Linked DNA regions of Danio rerio: regions 1 and 3 are each linked to region 2. The links are chromatin contacts, called in public HiChIP or PLAC-seq maps. All regions are on one chromosome and are shown on one strand. Each heading gives the region's core, a stretch centred on a gene start, on an enhancer-like site or on the middle of the called end of the contact. The rest is flanking DNA. Distances are from core to core; before and after follow the strand shown.

Region 1 (3,897 bases), core at 1,350-3,849, 97 kb before region 2:
GATGTACGGAGACATCCTGAATGAAAACCTGCTTCAGAGTGCTCTTTACCTCAGACTGGGGCGAGGGTTTATTTTCTAGCAGGACAATGACCCAAAGCACACTGCCAAAATATCAATGGAGTGGCTTCACAGCAACTCGATGAATGTACTTGAGTGGCCCAGCCAGAGCCAAGACGTAAATCCTATTGAACATCTCTGGAGAGATCTAAAAATGGCTGTACATCGTTTCTTCTAATCCAACCTGAAAGAGCTTGAGAGGTACTGCAAAGAAGAATGGGATAAATTCCCAAAGACAGGTGTGCCAAGCTTGTGGCATCAGATTCAAAAAGAAATATTTATAAATAAAGTGAATAATTATGTACATATTATTTTTCAGGTTTTTTATTTTTAATAAAATTTTCAACAATTTAAAAAAAAAAAAAACTTTTTTTTCACATTGTCATTATGTGGTATTGTATGTAGAATTTTGAGGTAATAAATAAATTGAATACATTTTGGATTAAGGCTGTTACATAAAAACTGTGGAAAAAGTGAAGCTCTATGAATACTTTTCGAATGCATGCACTGTAGGCTTTAAAATTTTTCTTGCATATATTGATTATTATGTGAATGAGTAGCCTGCTTAGTATTCAGAATAAGTGTGGTGTGGCTGACAGAGATTTATACATATTATCATACTAATTCCTACCTATTCATTTTTTTTTTTTTTTTTGTCAAAGCTGACCTGAAGAGGACAATTGCTGTGCTGTTAGATGACATTCTCAACCGATTGGTAAAGCTGGAGGGAAAAGTGGAAGCTGCTGTGAATGCCTCCACGCACAACATCTCCCATCCAGCTGGTGGCACTGGAATTCTCCTGGCTGCTGTTTCCAGACCGACCAAACAAAATCTGCCTGCCCACAGGCCAGAAAGGCGTAGTAGTAACCCTCTGCACTTCCTACCACAATCACCTGGCAGACCACAGAAACCGCACTCATTAAATTAACAATAATCACATCAACCGTGGCCAAGGACGTTATTACTGCAAAGACTGTACAGAGAAAATATATAAATAAATATATTTTTAGACTAAAGCAGCTTTTAGACATTTTTTTTTCAGTTGTGCACTTGAACTCCAGCTTGATTATTTTGTCTTTTATTGATGGATCACAAATGTATTTTATAACTTAAGTGCAATATGGAACATAAGACCCGAGAGAGCGAAAGGATGAGCTTTTTTATGGAAGACTGTTTTTTGATATACGAATGAGTGTTTCATAATGTATCTGCTAAAGACTCCATGCACACAGCGTTATCTCTGCAGCTAGCTAATGGTGTGTCTTGTGCGCTTGGACGGATTCCAGAGAAAAGGTTTACACCTGAGTCGTGACACCTTTTCATTGTTAAGATTAATTGAAAACAGATTTCTGTGGGGAAAAGGCTGATCCAAAGATTAATCTCAGTGAATGGTTGATGTCTGTATTGCAGGTTGATTTGATTAGGGATGGGGATTTATCTCAGTTAAACTGAACATGGCATTAAACCTTCAGAAGGAATTGTACCCCAAGACAACACTACTCAATCCATACAATAAAAGATATATCAGACTTCAGATTTGTCAGTGTGTATTTATGCAATTCACACACTATTTTCATATCCTATCTGTCTGTTTGGATTGATGAATGCACAGATTTAATCAGTGTGTCTTTATAGATAAAAGAATGAATTATCTATCTCTACATGGAATATATATGGAATATAGAATCTGTCATATAAATCTATGATTCCTTACATCTATTTATATATATATATATATATATATATATATATATATATATATATATATATATATATATATATATATATATATATATATATATATATGTGTGTGTGTGTGTGGATTGTCTGTCTGTCTGTATATCTGTCATGTCTATCATATCTGTCTGTCTATAATATCTGTTTTTCTATATGTCTGTCTGTCTATCTGTCGGTCTATCTGGCCATCTATCTATCCATCCATCCGTCCGTCTGTCTGTCCGTCTGTCTATGTCTATCTATCTATCTATCTATCTATCTATCTATCTATCTATCTATCTATCTATCTATCTATCTATCTATCATCTATCTATCTATCTATCCATCCATCCATATATCTATCTATCTAAATCTCATGTCTGTCTACCTCTGTCTATATCATATCTATTTTTCTGTAGGCTATGTCTATCTATCTATCTATCTATCTATCTATCTATCATGTCTGTCTATCCATCTATGTAGCCTATCTGTCTGTCCGTCCATTCATCCATCCATCCAACCATGTCTGTCTATGTCCATTTATTTGTTTGTCAATGGCTATCTATCTATCTATCTATCTATCTATCTATCTATCTATCTATCTATCTATCTATCTATCTATCTATCTATCTATCTATCTATCTATCTATCTATCTATCTATCTATCTATCTATCTATCTATCTATCTATCTATCTATCTATCTATCTATCTACATGGACTCATCCACCTACAAACTTTGAGGAGGATATGACGCAGTTTGATTCGCCTCCCACAGTACACCGCGCGTTTCAGATGGTCGGCCATTTTCTGCAGTTACATTAGGAGCGGAAGTCTTCGTCGAAGAGCGTCTTCATATCCACGCTTTTTTTTTTACCAGTCAATAATATTTTTAAAACAATGAGTGATACTGAAGAGCAACAATTCCAGAGGAGGGTAAGGATTTAATTTCGCAAACCTTTCTGCAGTTTTTTTTAGATATTCTTTCTTTCTCTTTACGGTAATGCTCGGTTTGTGAACAGCTAACGTTAACTTAGCTGTCCATTTCTTTTGTTTATTTACAACCTACCTAAACCGAAAGATTAGCTAATATATTATTGTTGGCCGATAGTAAGCAAAAGATTTACCATTTAGTCACTTTAAATCGTATAAGTCCTTTACAATGTTATTGTTGTGTAATGTTATTACGTTGCTATGTTGAATAGCATATATCGAGATATTTGTTTTTCACCATCATGTATTTATATAACGTTGTGTTGTTTTACTTGCTTGTCCTACAGCAATACACTCTGAAACAGAGATACAAGCACTTAAGTAATAACGTTACATCTCCCATTCACACAATAGCAGCCAGATTACTTTTGGTTTCTGTTTCCAGCATTTCTCATCTTTCCTCTTTCTCTCATACCATACCATAACCAAACAAACATCTTTATTTCACAAGGAGTAGTGAAATTTGAAGAGTTCAATTCATTTCCCCCCAAGTTTCCCTTGATCTTAATTGCTCTGAATGTTCTTTTTTCATTAAGGTTATTGGTCGTGAAGGATTTGAAGAGTTAAGGCCAAGAATGTGGAAGAATATTCAAGATAAAAGAAGGCTTTTACAGAGAAAATGTTTACAGAGCAGACGGTTAAGTGGGAAGGGGAAAAAAGAACGGAAGATCGGTCAGATAGAAGCACGCTTGCGTTATGTGTCTAAAGCAGAAAAAAGAAAAGAGGTTTCAGATTGGGGTGAAGAAATGAAAAGGAGAGGAAAAATGAAAACTGAACAAATGAAGACCGAAGAATAAAATGCCTGAAAGAAAGGAATAGCGTATACTGAAAACAGAAGAATGAATGAGTCCGTAGGCTAAGTAAATGCTAAATTTGTGTTCCAAGTGTTTCTAATCTCTTCTTAATTATCATTTGCATGTTTGTAGCTTTACTATGGTGATTCGGCTAATGAACAAGCATCACAAGGACACGTGATGACTTGCTAGCCTTTGTAAATGTATCAGTATTGCTGTTAACTTTTTTTTTTTTATTCCATAATATAATTTAAGTAATTCTAACACTTTCCTCCGCAGCTGTAGTAAAGTGAATGTTTGGATTACTGCTATTGTGAATGTGGTGTGAGTGTGTAAGTT
Region 2 (3,456 bases), core at 659-3,158:
GTTGAAGTCTCAATTTTTAGCCCCCATGTAAAATTAAAATTATTTTTCAATTAAAAAAATTATGCTTAACAGACCAAAGAAATTTTCACAGTAATTTCTCTCTATATTTCTATCTCTCTCTAAGTCTTTTTTGACTAAAATAAAAGCAGATTTTTATTTTAAACAAAGACATAATTTAAAAACAAATTTTGGTAAAGGCCAAAGAAAAATATTTTAATAAAGACAAAAGAAGTTAATTATTAAACAATTTAATACAAATGTGTTGAAATATGTTTCTGTTAAATAAAACTTTTTTCATTCATTCATTTTCTTTTTTTTTAATCCTTTTTATTAATCCGAGGTTACCAGGAATGAACAGCCAACTTATTTAGCACATGTTTTATGTAGCGGATTCCCTTCCAGCTGCAACCCATAACTAAAAAACATCCACACTCATTCACACATATAGACTATGGACAATTTAGCCTACCCTGTACCACATGTCTTTGGACTTGTGAGGGAAACCCAAGCAAACATGAGGAGTACATGCAAACTCCACACAGAAACGTCAAATGACCCAGCCAAGGCTCAAACCAGCGACCTTCTTGCTGTGAGGCGATAGTGCTACCCACTGCTCCACTGCGTCACCTTAAATAAAACTCAACAACTATTTTTAAACTAATCACGAAATCACATGAGGGCTAATGAAAAAAGTTGCAGTTTAAAGAATTGATTTCACTAAATGCTTTTTAAAAAAGTATAAGTGATTTAGAAATTGAAACATATTGTAGATGAATAGTTTAATAGTTTGTTTGTCAATGTGTGATTCATGGTAACTAAACATTTTTTTTTTCCATGTGAAATCTTGACCAGGACACTTTTTTTCACAGGTCAGATTTTTTTTTTTATCTCAATGTCTTTCCTGGTAAAATAAAGGTTATACTACTATGACAACGACTACTACTACTACTACTACTACTACTACTACTACTACTACTACTACTACTACTAATAATAATAATTTTAAATCCATTGATAAAATAAAGAAGGGTTTACTTTTAATTATTAGGTAACTTAATTACAGTTTATTTACCTTAAAAACTGTTCATAAAATCAACAGTACTGTAAATGTTAATTAGGAGAAGAGTAATATATATTTTGCAGAATACCTATATTTTTTTCTACTATACATATACTGGTATTTAGATTTCTTATCAACTAAAATTTTCTAAAGAAGGATTAATTTGTCTGAAAATGAAAGAAACAATAAAATGTATGTCATGAATGACGTGTATGAAATGTTTTTTATTTATTTGATTTGATTATACTGTGGGCGACACAGTGTAGTTTATATAAGTGTAATTTATATTGTTTATGGAGTGAGATTTATATGGATATTTAGTAATCTAAATAATCTAAAATCTAACTTCTTTATCCAGTTCTAACTCAAATACCACCGCAAGATGGCAGTACAGTCTCGAATCACCCACCGTAAACACAGACGAAGAAGAAACGTCACTCACCGGAGCAGAAGAGTGACAGAGGTGAATGATTTTTACGTAAAGTATTCCTCTTGATAAATATATGTATTCATTACGATGTGTTCGATTTATTTTCACCTACTGTTTAAAATTAAACCTAAAGAGATATTAAAAATAAAACCAATAATTTAGTTAATAACACTAATTTGCTTGTTTCTCACACGTGTGAATGTCTTTATATATTGGCTGTTAAAAAGAAATTCTGATATTTCAGTGTCGTTGGTTATTATTATTAAAAGACGAACTGCCCTTTCTGTCTGATAATGTTATAAGGTGTTTGACAGAGTTCCTCCCGTCACATCTGACCATGAGTGCCCCGTGCTTTGTACGAACGGTGGCCAGAGGTTTCTCCGGTGGATCAGGACTGTTCAGACCTGCTGTGTTGTGTTCAGACAAAGTCACAGTCACACGGTGAGTATCGTCCAGAATCCACTGCTGTTTCTAGAGGCTTTGGACACTAAGGTTGTGTCCTAAAACCTGGTAAGCAGCCTACCTAGTCGGCATGCTACAAAACATCCACAAAAAAGTATGTAGTATATGAGACAAAGTCATTGTTTTAGTGTATAAACTATACGACCCTAAATGTGTTTCAGAAAAATGACATCCAGGAGACGGACTGACCATCTAGAGAGAACTGCTAGTGTTCATCGACAAATGGTGAGTTTTCTTAGATTTGTTTTCTGTTTTTTAGATGAAAATCTTGACTTTTTAGTTATAGATTCTTGCTTGGGTCTTTATAAATGGTTAACAAATGTTGGAGCCTTGTAGGTGAAAGTTCAGACACTTGTTTTGTGTTTTAGGTCCACCAGTGTGTCATTTGATTTGTCACAAGACTAAATTCAAGATGATGTAATCGAACGTTAAGTTGTTTCAGTTAGTAACACTTTTCAAAAAGGTTCCATTAGTTAATGTATTTTTACTAGCACGAACAAAGATGCAAAAACACATTTATTACAGTAGTAATTACAGTGTTTATTTTTTGTTAATATTAGTCGGTGGAAAAATCTTTCATTGTTGGTTATTGTTAACCCACTGTGTTGCACTTTACATTAAGGTTCGTTAGTTAACGCTAGTTACTGTATTTACTAACTTGAATTAAGAGTACAATACTTGTGCAGTATTTATTAGTCATAGTTCTATATTTACTAATGCATATTTTGGCAAATTGATTATCATTTGCATTTGGTTTAGTGGTTCGTTTACAAATCATGACAAATTATTGCAAATTATGGTTTAACTTTCTATGTTCATTTGTATTAAAGGGGACCTAATATGCAAAAATCACTTTTATAAGAGGTTTAAACACAGTTGTGTGGCAACAGTGTGTAAACATAGCCAGGCTCTAATGGTAAACATTGTTTTAATTATATTTTTTTATAATCACACTTCATAAAGCCAGCTTGTAGAAACATTTTGATTGACATTCTCCCTTTGTACATGTCATTGGAGGGGGAAAGCCCAACCAATTAGTGACTATCTCTCCCTCATAAGTGTAAACTTTTAGCTCTGTCTTTTTTGGAAAAAAAATGATCAGTTGAATTTAAAGTGACAGTCACAAAAAGGGATGTCATGGGTCCCCTTTAAAACCATGGTTATTTTCAAATGGGCATTTATTTAACACTAATTTTATTGTGAAACGATGTTATAGAACTTTATATTTAGTTGAACATGACTGTGTGTAGATTTGGAGTAATACAAATAAATAATGACTCCCGTTTGTACAGCTACATAGCATAAAACATTTTAAATTAGGGCTGTGCAATATATCGCAAAATGATTGTTATTGTGATAAATGACATGACATTATGAATAAAATAATAATAATAGTAATAATAAAATAAATGACATTTATTTTATGCATTGGTTGTTTATCTAAATTTGACCAATCAGATAGGGCATTACTATTTTTACCAGCACCTCCTCAAAATGTTTTGCT
Region 3 (3,892 bases), core at 821-3,320, 74 kb before region 2:
GAGCGCAGCATGTGCGTGCCATTCTACTGTAGTATTTCAGTTGTGTGAGCTGGAGCTATACTACTGGCACCCAGGCCCATGCTGTCTGACTTGAAGTCAGCTTTTTTTCCTTTTCTTTTTCTTTTTTTACTCATTACACTTGTGGGTGCCATTTAAAGTGAACACCTGTGGAAATGAAAGAAGCTAGTTATATTTTATTATGAGAAAACTGAGATTTGAGGGCTCTTCGTACCAGGATTTAAATTGTGCACGTGGATATTTTATTTGTGTTATAAAAAAGCTAATGTATACAGTAAAGCTTACTGTAATTCAGTGTATGTCTGTGTTTCTTAAGAAAGGTTAATGGCCATTTACTAGATAAAATGTGGGATAAATTGTCGAGAAATACAAACCAAATTATCGTAAATGTACACAGTTGGAAAGATGACAAAAAAATTCAAATAAACATTTATTATCCGTTCTGAATTTTTATTAGTAGTCCTACACCAAAAGGGAAACTCATTCGAAAATGGCCTCCATCAGGCTAATATTTTCACATCAGATTTCACAACATGCGTGCATATAGGCCTAATTGTTAATAGGCTACTGTCAAAGTAAAATGCATAAAAATAGCATCTTTAATTCAAATGAATTTTATTTCACAACCATTTCAATGCTTCGCATGGCGTCTGTTTAAATCAAAGATGTATTGGATATGTTTTTCACATAGCTAATTTAAACGCCAGGTAACAAAAATGATCGCAGACTAAAAAAAATCAGTAACCATGTTATGCCACTACCAGCCTTGTAGAAAGACTTTTCTTGCTTCAAGTACTCACATTTAGCAAATTCATTTCCGAATAAAATTGGAAAAATCTGTCTAACGTGGGCTATCGTAGACTCAACTGTGATTTTTTTCTGCACTTGATAACTTATCTATATAAATTGTATATATTTACATTTGTTTGTGAATTTAGACATGTATACATGAAAAGAAGTCCAACACGATTTATGTGCATGTGTGTGTGTGTGTGGCAGAAAGCAAGGGGAGAGAGAGCGAGGCGCATAGGGCGTGGGCCCAGTGTAAATGTCTCCGCTTTACGTGGAAGGTCGAGCGAATTGCAGGCCGCACATGCAAAAATTACGCAACTCCAGTCTTCTGTGGAACAGTTCAATAATTTTCGGGGAACAAGTCTAAAGTGGCCATATTGCATGAACCAACTCAGAGGCCTAGGATCTCCTCCCCGCTGTGCCAGAAGGAGGCCCGCCTTTACCACTCACCATTACGACTTTTCAATGTTCTGCATGGCCCTCCCCTTTCTTTAGGCACCGGAAGTGTACAATTCGCTTTGTTCAATCAGGTTGGGTCACGTTACACTAGGTCACACATGTCAAATAGCCTACTGTAGACTTGCAGCGTGACACAAATGCACCACATATGTGGCTGTTTATAAATGCACAGTTACACACGTTAGTTGCGCTTGTGGTCTCAGATGTTTGCCATTCTTCTACTCCACGTAGGTCCTTTAGTGTATAGATTGAAAAGTCCAACGATGTGGATGCTGTATGAATGGCAGCCCCTCCCCCTCGTCCTCTATATGGTAGCCCACCATAAGTGCAGATAAAGCCACAGTGCTGACTTAAAGCGCTGTGAGCGAGCGTGCGTGCTACGCCTCTTTACAACTCCAGCAACAACCAATAAGAGCGCGGAACGGCATTAGCAGAGAAAAGTCCACCGAACGTAATATCATTGAACGGTATAGCCATAACGGCTAGCTTTGCGGTGCACGGGATCTCTGCAAATGCACGTAGAGAGGTTTTACCCCATCCCTCTCTCTCTTTCTCTCCATCACTCCCTCTCTATCTGTCCCCACCCCAGTCATCCCTGTGCCATTTTCCCCCAATCCGACACTTAATTGAGCAACCGGGACACCTCACGTGCAGGACTGATTTGTAGTTTGAACACGTGGCTCATTGAAAAAGGCAGAAGAACTTGGGTTTTTTTGATTTCCCGTTCTCTCGATGTTATTAAGAGGCGGCGCCTACACTAACGTGTGTGACAATTTAGTCGCATCGCCAAAGAGTAAAGAAACTTTCTCTATTTCCTCCCAGCCCTTGCCTCGCAGAGGTGACGGAATAAATTATTCAGCTCGCTCGAATCAAAAGAAAACGCGAGTGCGCGCAACCACGGCGGCGATCTCGTCCATCAAATATCTCAGTAGCTTTGAGTGATTGGGAGAACACTCCCAGACCCTCCGCTGAGCGACAGTGCGGTGCTCTCTACAAACACTGCCCATCCGAGCGACGCGATAAAGGGCTGCCTCTCTGCAACACGGTCGCTCATTTTCGTATACAACAAAATGAATAAGCTGTACATCGGGAACGTGAGCGAGCAGGCGAGCGCGCTGGACTTGGAAAGTATCTTTGAGCAGTGGAAGATACCTTTCAGTGCTCCCTTCCTCGTAAAAAGTGGCTACGCGTTTGTGGATTGCCCCGACGAGAAGGTAGCGATGAGGGCCATTGACACGCTTTCAGGTGAGACTTTTGTGCGTATGTGATTTTGTCCGCCCTTTAAATGAAGTACAATGCAACTGTAGCCTTTAACAATTAAATGCCTATGCAAAGCAGGGATTGTGTGCATTCAGTGAGCAAGCGCTCACTTTCAGTTTTTTTTTAAACCACGGGTTTACTCGCTGAAGTGTCGTTTTAGACCCAGAACCACTGAAGGGCAAGGGTCTATGAAAGTTGCAGCGTTGCTTGTGTATGCAGGGCAAAATAAGAAATGTGTTCAACAACTCTGATGCCCAAGCGGCGAGTCGTTGAACACACTGTTTATTTGAATTAAAATGGGCTAGATTCTTCGCCCTGGCTTTAAAATGCACTTAACAGCTCGTGGTATACTTTCTGGAAGTGAACTGCACTGTTAGACACAATGTGTCTTTTTGTAAACTTTGTCATTGTAAAACTGTATCACTTATGTCGCTGCAATTACGAGCTCTAGAACACCAGGTGGTTGGCTTGCATTGGTGGCTTGTAGGCCTTTCGACTACTCCCCTCGTTTGCTCAATATGTACTCAATGTGTTTGGGATGAGTGTAAATTGTGTAAAGCCTGCTATATTTGCCATAAACAGACTGTCCACTAATTTATACATTCTCATTTTTGTTCTTAAAGTCAATGTCTCGCTGCTCGTGGCTAGGCCTTCGCTCAAGCGTGGGGGCAAATTTGTCTTCCATGTTTAACCTCTGGGAATTTTGTATCTATACTATTTTAATTAAACAGGTTTTACATTAGGATATTTTAAATATTTTTCTGACACCGTGAAGTGTGGTTTTATACACGTTACGTAAATGTGTTTTATATTTGTGTAGGCTACTTTCGTATATTTAAAGTCTATCACACAATAAACATTTTTTATTTAAATTATAATGTGATTTTACTGAATTATAATTAATATTTTTTCAGGAAAAGTAGAACTCCACGGAAAAGTCTTAGAAGTGGAGCACTCTGTCCCTAAGCGACAAAGGTAAGATTCATGTGTAATTTATGCAATTTAATAAAAATGGCTGGATCCAGACTTTTGCTTGGAATTATTATTTCTAAATATTTTTCACACAATAGACATGTATTTAAATCCCCAAAGACTCCTTTGATTTGATTTTCCTTCATATGGTCCATTAAAATCGTATGTGCAAGCGAAATGATGGTGGCGTCTGTTTTATGTAGGCTATCAGTATTAAATGCAGATCTGATGGCTTGTTTTAGTAACAAAAAAAGGTGTGCGAGCTCCTGATTGAACCTCAGTGCCAGCGTGTGGAATGTGGGTTTTTGTAATACATCTGAGGCTCTTGATGTACTAAATTCCCATATTTCTGGACATTTAGGCCCTGACAAAACGCAGCCAAGAAACGTAG

What was found. HiChIP or PLAC-seq counts read pairs in DNA pulled down with a chosen protein or histone mark.
Region 1: an H3K4me3 HiChIP or PLAC-seq map of gastrula embryo shows a contact between it and region 2, with 2.7 times the contacts expected there. The contact joins the promoter of tra2a here to the promoter of oxnad1 in region 2. A contact is called at or near these places in 2 of 4 datasets of contacts at active chromatin or transcription factors (embryo and gastrula embryo).
Region 3: a contact with region 2 is called in an H3K4me3 HiChIP or PLAC-seq map of gastrula embryo, with 2.3 times the contacts expected there. The contact joins the promoter of igf2bp3 here to the promoter of oxnad1 in region 2. A contact is called at or near these places in 2 of 4 datasets of contacts at active chromatin or transcription factors (embryo and gastrula embryo).

What each region holds. Positions count from the first base shown.
Region 1 is chr19:22,574,837-22,578,733 of GRCz12tu, forward strand. It overlaps tra2a (transformer 2 alpha homolog), which reads left to right and starts at 2,600. Exons shown (of 9, transcript NM_200416.1): 1 at 2,600-2,707. The coding sequence starts at 2,672. ccdc126 (coiled-coil domain containing 126) reads left to right here. Exons shown (of 3, transcript NM_001045403.1): 3 at 720-1,587. The coding sequence ends at 985. It also overlaps a transcript of pals2b not described here.
Region 2 is chr19:22,672,662-22,676,117 of GRCz12tu, forward strand. oxnad1 (oxidoreductase NAD-binding domain containing 1) reads left to right here and starts at 1,909. Exons shown (of 7, transcript NM_001110456.1): 1 at 1,909-2,000; 2 at 2,114-2,177. The coding sequence starts at 2,118. It also overlaps a transcript of pals2b not described here.
Region 3 is chr19:22,598,737-22,602,628 of GRCz12tu, forward strand. igf2bp3 (insulin-like growth factor 2 mRNA binding protein 3) reads left to right here and starts at 2,071. Exons shown (of 15, transcript NM_131491.2): 1 at 2,071-2,514; 2 at 3,444-3,504. The coding sequence starts at 2,340. It also overlaps a transcript of pals2b not described here.